Regions from separate parts of the Zea mays genome. Here region 1 is linked to region 2. The links are chromatin contacts, called in public Hi-C maps. All regions are on one chromosome and are shown on one strand. Each heading gives the region's core, a stretch centred on a gene start, on an enhancer-like site or on the middle of the called end of the contact. The rest is flanking DNA. Distances are from core to core; before and after follow the strand shown.

What was found. Hi-C and Micro-C count contacts between places; a contact is called where the count stands out from the background.
Region 1: a contact with region 2 is called in a Hi-C map of ear, with 2.3 times the contacts expected there. The contact joins the promoter of LOC100275635 here to the promoter of LOC100191430 in region 2. A contact is called at or near these places in 6 of 25 Hi-C or Micro-C datasets (ear, endosperm, leaf and 1 more).

What each region holds. Positions count from the first base shown.
Region 1 is chr1:293,014,333-293,017,520 of Zm-B73-REFERENCE-NAM-5.0, reverse strand. It overlaps LOC100275635, which reads right to left and starts at 1,339. Exons shown (of 3, transcript NM_001149682.2): 1 at 18-1,339. The coding sequence starts at 989.
Region 2 is chr1:292,773,207-292,776,336 of Zm-B73-REFERENCE-NAM-5.0, reverse strand. It overlaps LOC100191430, which reads left to right and starts at 1,684. Exons shown (of 2, transcript NM_001136863.1): 1 at 1,684-3,130. The coding sequence starts at 1,882.

The DNA.
Region 1 (3,188 bases), core at 90-2,589, 240 kb before region 2:
GTTAGCAAGATGTGTACCTTGCATATCCTGATCACTGAGAAACTGCTCGCAGGCACTAGCGCTTTCTTCACAATGGCTCTCTGCTCAGCAACCATCTCCCAGCAGAGCCGCCGCGCCATCTCCCTGGCCATCACCAGCTGTGCCCTCTCCGCCCGCAGAGCGAAGATCTCCCTCCGCAGGGCCGCCCTGTCCGCCTCCAGCGCCTCGACCCTTGCATACAGCCCCCCCGAGTTGCCGTCCCCCACGTACTGTGCAACCACAGACGTAGCTGGCTTCGTTGTACTCGCGCAGGTAACATCCACCGTATACTCGAATTCCTTCTCCACGGGGGACGACGGCTCCTCCGCGTCGTCGGCGTCGGCGTCGGCATCCTCCTCGTCCTCCCCGCGGTCATTGCCAACGACCATGGCTTTCACCTCCATGCCACTGCCCGAGTCGCGAACGTTCCGCTCCACCTGCAGCGCGGCCATGCCGATCTGCTCCACGTCTTCGGCGCCCACCTCCTCGTACGAGTACGACTCGTCATCGTCGTCGTCGGTGAAGGAGTCCGGGTCGATGCCGTGGGACTGGAGGCGGGAGTGGTAGGAGGCGGCGAGGTCGGAGAGCGAGGCGAGCTCCTCCTGGACCTCGCGCTCCCTGTCCTCGCGGCTCTCGGCGTAGCGCTTGAACTGGCGGGCCTCCATCTGCGCGGCGGCCTTCTCCCGCTGCAGGCGCTCGATCATGAGCATGGCCTCGCTGGCCGCCGTCTCCGCGGAGGCCCGCTCGGCGTCGAGCTCCTGCCGCAGGCCCCGCGCCGCGTCCTCCGCCGCCTCCTTCTCCCCGCGCAGCCGCGCCGCCGCCGCCTCCAGCTCCTCTACCCGCCGGATCAGCCCCTCCGCCGCCGCCTCTCCTGCCCCCGGACCCGACTTGGGCGACAGCTCCGGCGACCGCGCCGGCGGCCTCCGCTTCAGGGACCGCCGCGACGGCGACGGGTCCGCGACCGGATCCATGGAGGCATGAAGTAAGCGGCCGGGGGGGTGGGGGGACTCGCGTCTGCCAAATCGCAAGCCCTGATCCCGCCGCTGTTGGGAGCAGCTAACGGCTGGCGGGAGCGCGGCTTCCTGCTGTGACACTGAGACGATGGCGCGGTGGCTGGTGGCGTCTGTTGGAAGCGACGTGAGCTAGGCTGGAGCAGCTGGATTAGGAAAAGGTGGCAGCATCAAGTCGAGATGTGATTGGGCATTGGTGAGAGTAGATGGATTCCATCGCATTGCGTTATTCTGCTACTGTAGTATACGGGTGAGCTTTCCACGTCGCCGTTTACGCCAAACACAAACCGTTTCCTTCCTTTCCGTCCCATTGGAAGCAAAGCGAGGGCGCCAGCAGGAGAGGAGGGAGGTCAGACGAGCACATCGAATAGACGATTCCGGGGAAAGGGGCGGCTGCACCTGCACGGAGTCGGAGCTGGTAGTGTGTGCAGTGTGGACGGCCACGACTATTTTGAGAATTCTAATTTTTTATGGGATTTTCATTTTTTTAAGAAAAATTAATTTATTTTTTCTTGAGAAAATAAAAATTCCTTAGAAAGCTTACAAACTAGCTCTAACAGCGGAAAGTCGTGCGGGGTAAAGAATCCGGTGCGAATTTCACGTCGCCGGCGGCAGCAAACAGTATCTGGCCACGTATCGTTTTTTCCGGCCATTTGCAGGTGGAATGGAATACGACACGAGTCGTACTCCTACTCCGAGTACCTGACGAGTGTTAGGTAGTTCGTACATGTTCGTAAACAAATTTGAAAATGCAATTTTGAAATACTGTAGTTTTGTTTTGAGATACCATAGTTTACAATGGTACATGACAAAAATACTACGGTATTGCTTTACCATAGTAAAACTAAAGTATTGTTCAAAACCGAGATCTGTTTGGTTTTATTGAAAAAACAAAGTATATGTAGAGAGAAGAGAAAAAAACCGAGGTCATGAGTAGAGTTTCGAAAACTCCAAAAATACCACAGTTTTGGGTAAACCATGGTATTTAAAACTGAGTTTTGACTATACAAACCAAACACCTTTTGAGCTCAAATACTATAGTATCATCACATCAAATAATATAGTATTGTTTCAAAACTGCAAAAATACTATGATTGGCCCAAGTTTAGCAGTTCGGCGACGGAAACGGCGCGGAAACTGCTGTGTTTAGTCATCTCGTGTGGTCGCCCGCCGCTCCGGTTGTCGTTCGTTGCTTCTCCCCTCTCCGGGGTGGATCAATGATTCGTCGCGGACATCAGACAGGTCTCCGCGTTGACGACGGTTGTGCACGTTATTACTGGATTAGGCCAGGTTCTCTTCTTTTTTTTATCACGAACTACCACTATAAAATGGAGCTAGTTTATTTCTGAATTCTGAACCTATAAAAGCTGGACTAAAGATAGCCCTAAAGCCGACGGATCGGTCGATGGTGGCGCCGCCGTACCTAACACGGCTTGTCGCTGATTGATGACTAGTGCTGAATCCTGCATCAAGTTCGAAAGCAAGGCCGGTCTAGTTTATGCTAATTTCAGCTCTGTGCTTTCCGCACATCTGTCCTCGTCCACACATCGTCTATTGATGATGACCACTTGATACAGTGAACGCAAAACGGTTCAGTACAGCCATGACACGAGGGTGTTGAGATATCTCTTTCTGGTGTATTTATCCTCGGTTGCTTGGTTCGGCAGATTAGGTTGTTATATATATATTTTTTCCCCCTCGGTAAGTTTTTCTAGCCTGTTGTATTTAGGTTATTGCTCTAAACAAACGGGATAAGATCAACATTTGTAACGCCACGTTAGGACGGTTTTCAAATAACACGTACAACGACCTGTGCGGAGGCTCTAGGCTTTCCTAATTTCATTATTTCACAGGAAAAAAAGTTCTCTACGGCTAGTGGTAGGGATGCGGCTTTGTAGCCTGATTTAAGATTTAGGCTCTATCTATCAATGATCGATAGTTGTTTGTTTCTTTCTGCTCTAACATGATCTAAATAGATAATTAACCTAAAATCGACAAACCACATGATCATCGCTAGATGGACACGAAAGTATGCTACACAGCCGCTTGTAGAAAAGTTTTTTTAACGTCTCCCTATTTTATATGGGGGCAACGACTGCTATGCAACTATGCAAGCAGTCATTCTTTGCAAACGTATAAGCAAACCATCTGGTCCATTAG
Region 2 (3,130 bases), core at 435-2,934:
GCGCGACCCGATTCAACAGCCGAGTTTCGCGGACGCGCGGCCAACGATTTCGACGGGGATTGTTCAGATCCACCCACCGGGAAGAAGGAACGGCTGACAACATGGTCCCGTCTGTCAGTGTCCGGGAGCGGAACAACGAGCCCGAGCTTCCTGGCTGATGCGCGCACACACACGGTGGCTGACGAGCGGGACCCAATGTCATCCACCCGAGCAGCATGGCGGCTGGGGTTGGCGGCTTGGCGCTGTGGAAGCGCTGGTGGGCTAGTTGGATGGTTGTTGGGCCGCACGGCTGAGGGAGAAATGGGCCGACTGAAGAACAATCGGCCCAATCGCAGCCAGATTTGTTTATTTCCTTTTCTGTTTTTAGTTTTCCTTTGTATTATTCTCCTTTTGAATTTCAAACTTGAATTCAAGCATTTGTGGCGCATTCTGTACCCAACATTTAGGTGTATAGTTTGATCATACTACTTATAGAATAAATTTATTTATTTATAATTTTTTTTGTATTGTGTAATATTTTTCTCCTTCTATTTTTAATCCCAATGTTAATTTGGGTTCCAATTCAAATCTCAATTCATTATTATATTTTTTTATTGGTACTAGTGTTATTATTCAATGCACAATCGAATGAACTCCAACATGATACATTAGGTATACATATTTATTCTAATTAATTTATTTGTTTGCTAAACGTTTGAACTATAAAGCACACTCATATTGCCTTCTTTCATTTTAGGAAAATAGTATTTTGCTTGTGAAATAGGGAGTAAAAGTTACTTCAAATTTATTATTCATGTAAATAAAGGATTATGGTGCATTATTTGATGATATGCATAATTATTTAGTTGGATAGGAATCTTTTCTATTAATTCTTTTCTAAAATATTTCTTGGTTTCCAAAATTGAGTCCTCAAATTCCCATACTCAAATGTAATTTAAGTTTACTATTTTATTACCTCATATTTTTATTTTATTATTATTATATTTTTTTTCTATACACCTTTTAGGCCTTACAGGAAGACGGACGGCGTTTTGCTTGGAGACATGCTGCGCAAAACTTCTGACCGCTGCCTTCTCAGCCCAAAATCTCATACGCCGACGAACGACCTGAGTATTGATGAGTAGTCAGACACATAAATCCGTGGCGACGGTACTCATCGCCTGCTCGAAAAAACGCGGCGGGCACCGTGAAAAGCGCCCGAAAACGGCAGAAATGCTCGCGCGCCGGGGACGAAAACCGCGGGGTTGCCGCGCCCGCCCACCCGCCCGCATGCGGCCTGGGGGCTCTCCGGCGGCTACCTGGGCTGCCTGGCCCGCAGAGAGACACGGCCCGACGCCCTTCACCTTACCATTGCGTCTCGCGACTCTCGCCATTTTCCTGCTTACGCACACGCGAACCTTGTGTGCGCTGCAGCTGGGCACACCGACACTTCCCTCCGTCCGGCCCCGCATGCCAGCCTGTGCCCTCTCGCTGTCCCCACCCACCACACCGCGTCTCACGTCTCTCTCGCTCCTTCCGTCGGCTGGCTAGCTTGGCTTTGGCTCTGCTTCCCCGACCTGTCCTCCATCCTCTCTCTCTCTCTTCACTGATAAGCAAGCTCTCACACACACACAGTCGCACGCCTCACTCTGCTCTCTCTCTCTCTCTCTCTCTCTCTCCATAGTCCATACTACAAAGCAGGAAAAAACACACACACACAAAAGAAAGGCTCACAATACCCACCTCCATTTAGCTACTACTACTCCCTCGCTGTCTTCCCCAACCAACAAATCGACCTAGCTAGGCACAAGAGCGCTAGACGCCGCAGCGCAGCACGCACCACCCACCGAGCGGCGGCGGAGGCAGGGCAATCCGCAGGGAGCAGAGGCCGCGCGCGCAGGCATGGGCGCGCCGGTGCACGGCGCCCTCGCCTTGTTCCTCCTGCTCCTGGTGGGGGCAGGGGCGGCGCCCGAGGAGACGGCGCCGCAGGAACCCACATTGCCAGCCACCGGCTCCGGCGCTACCGGCGCAGCGGCGGTCGGAGTCAACTCCAACTCCGTGCTGGTGGCGCTGCTGGATTCGCACTACACGGAGCTGGCGGAACTGGTGGAGAAGGCGCTGCTCCTGCAGACGCTGGAGGACGCCGTCGGGAAGCACAACGTCACCATCTTCGCGCCGCGGAACGAGGCGCTGGAGCGGGACCTGGACCCGGAGTTCAAGCGCTTCCTGCTGGAGCCGCGCAACCTCAGGTCGCTGCAGGCGCTGCTGCTCTACCACGTCCTCCCCTCGCGCCTGCCCTCCGACTCCTGGCCCGCGGCGTCCCACCCCACGCTGTCCGGCGAGGAGGTCGAGCTCGGCGCCGGCATGCGCGTCGGCCACGCCGCCGTCACGCGCCCGGACGCCGTGCTCAGGCCCGACGGGGTCATCCACGGCATCGAGCGCCTCCTCGTGCCGCGCTCCGTGCAGGAGGACTTCAACCGCCGCCGCAGCCTCGCGGCGATCTCGGCCGTGCTGCCCACGGGCGCGCCCGAGGTGGACCCCAGGACGCACCGCCTCAAGAAGCCCGCGCCGCCGGTGGCCCCCGGCGCGCCCCCCGTGCTCCCGGTCTGGGACGCCATGGCGCCCGGCCCCTCCATCGCCCCCGCGCCGGCGCCTGGCCCGGGCTCCGGGAAGCACCACTTCGACGGCCACAGCCAGGTCAAGGACTTCATCCAGACGCTGCTCCTCTACGGCGGCTACAACGAGCTCGCCGACATCCTCGTCAACCTCACCTCCCTCGCCACCGAGATGGGCCGCCTCGTCTCCGAGGGCTACGTCCTCACCGTGCTCGCCCCCAACGACGAGGCCATGGCGCGCCTCACCACGGACCAGCTCAGCGAGCCCGGCTCGCCCGAGAACATCCTCTACTACCACATGATCCCCGAGTACCAGACCGAGGAGTCCATGTACAACGCCGTGCGCCGCTTCGGCAAGGTGCGCTACGACACGCTGCGCCTGCCGCACAAGGTCGTGGCGCGGGAGGCCGACGGCTCCGTCAAGTTCGGCCAGGGCGAGGGCTCCGCCTACCTCTTCGACCCGGACATCTACACCGACGGGAGGATCTCCGTGCAGGGCATCGACGCCGTGCTGTTCGCGCCGGACGACACCAAGG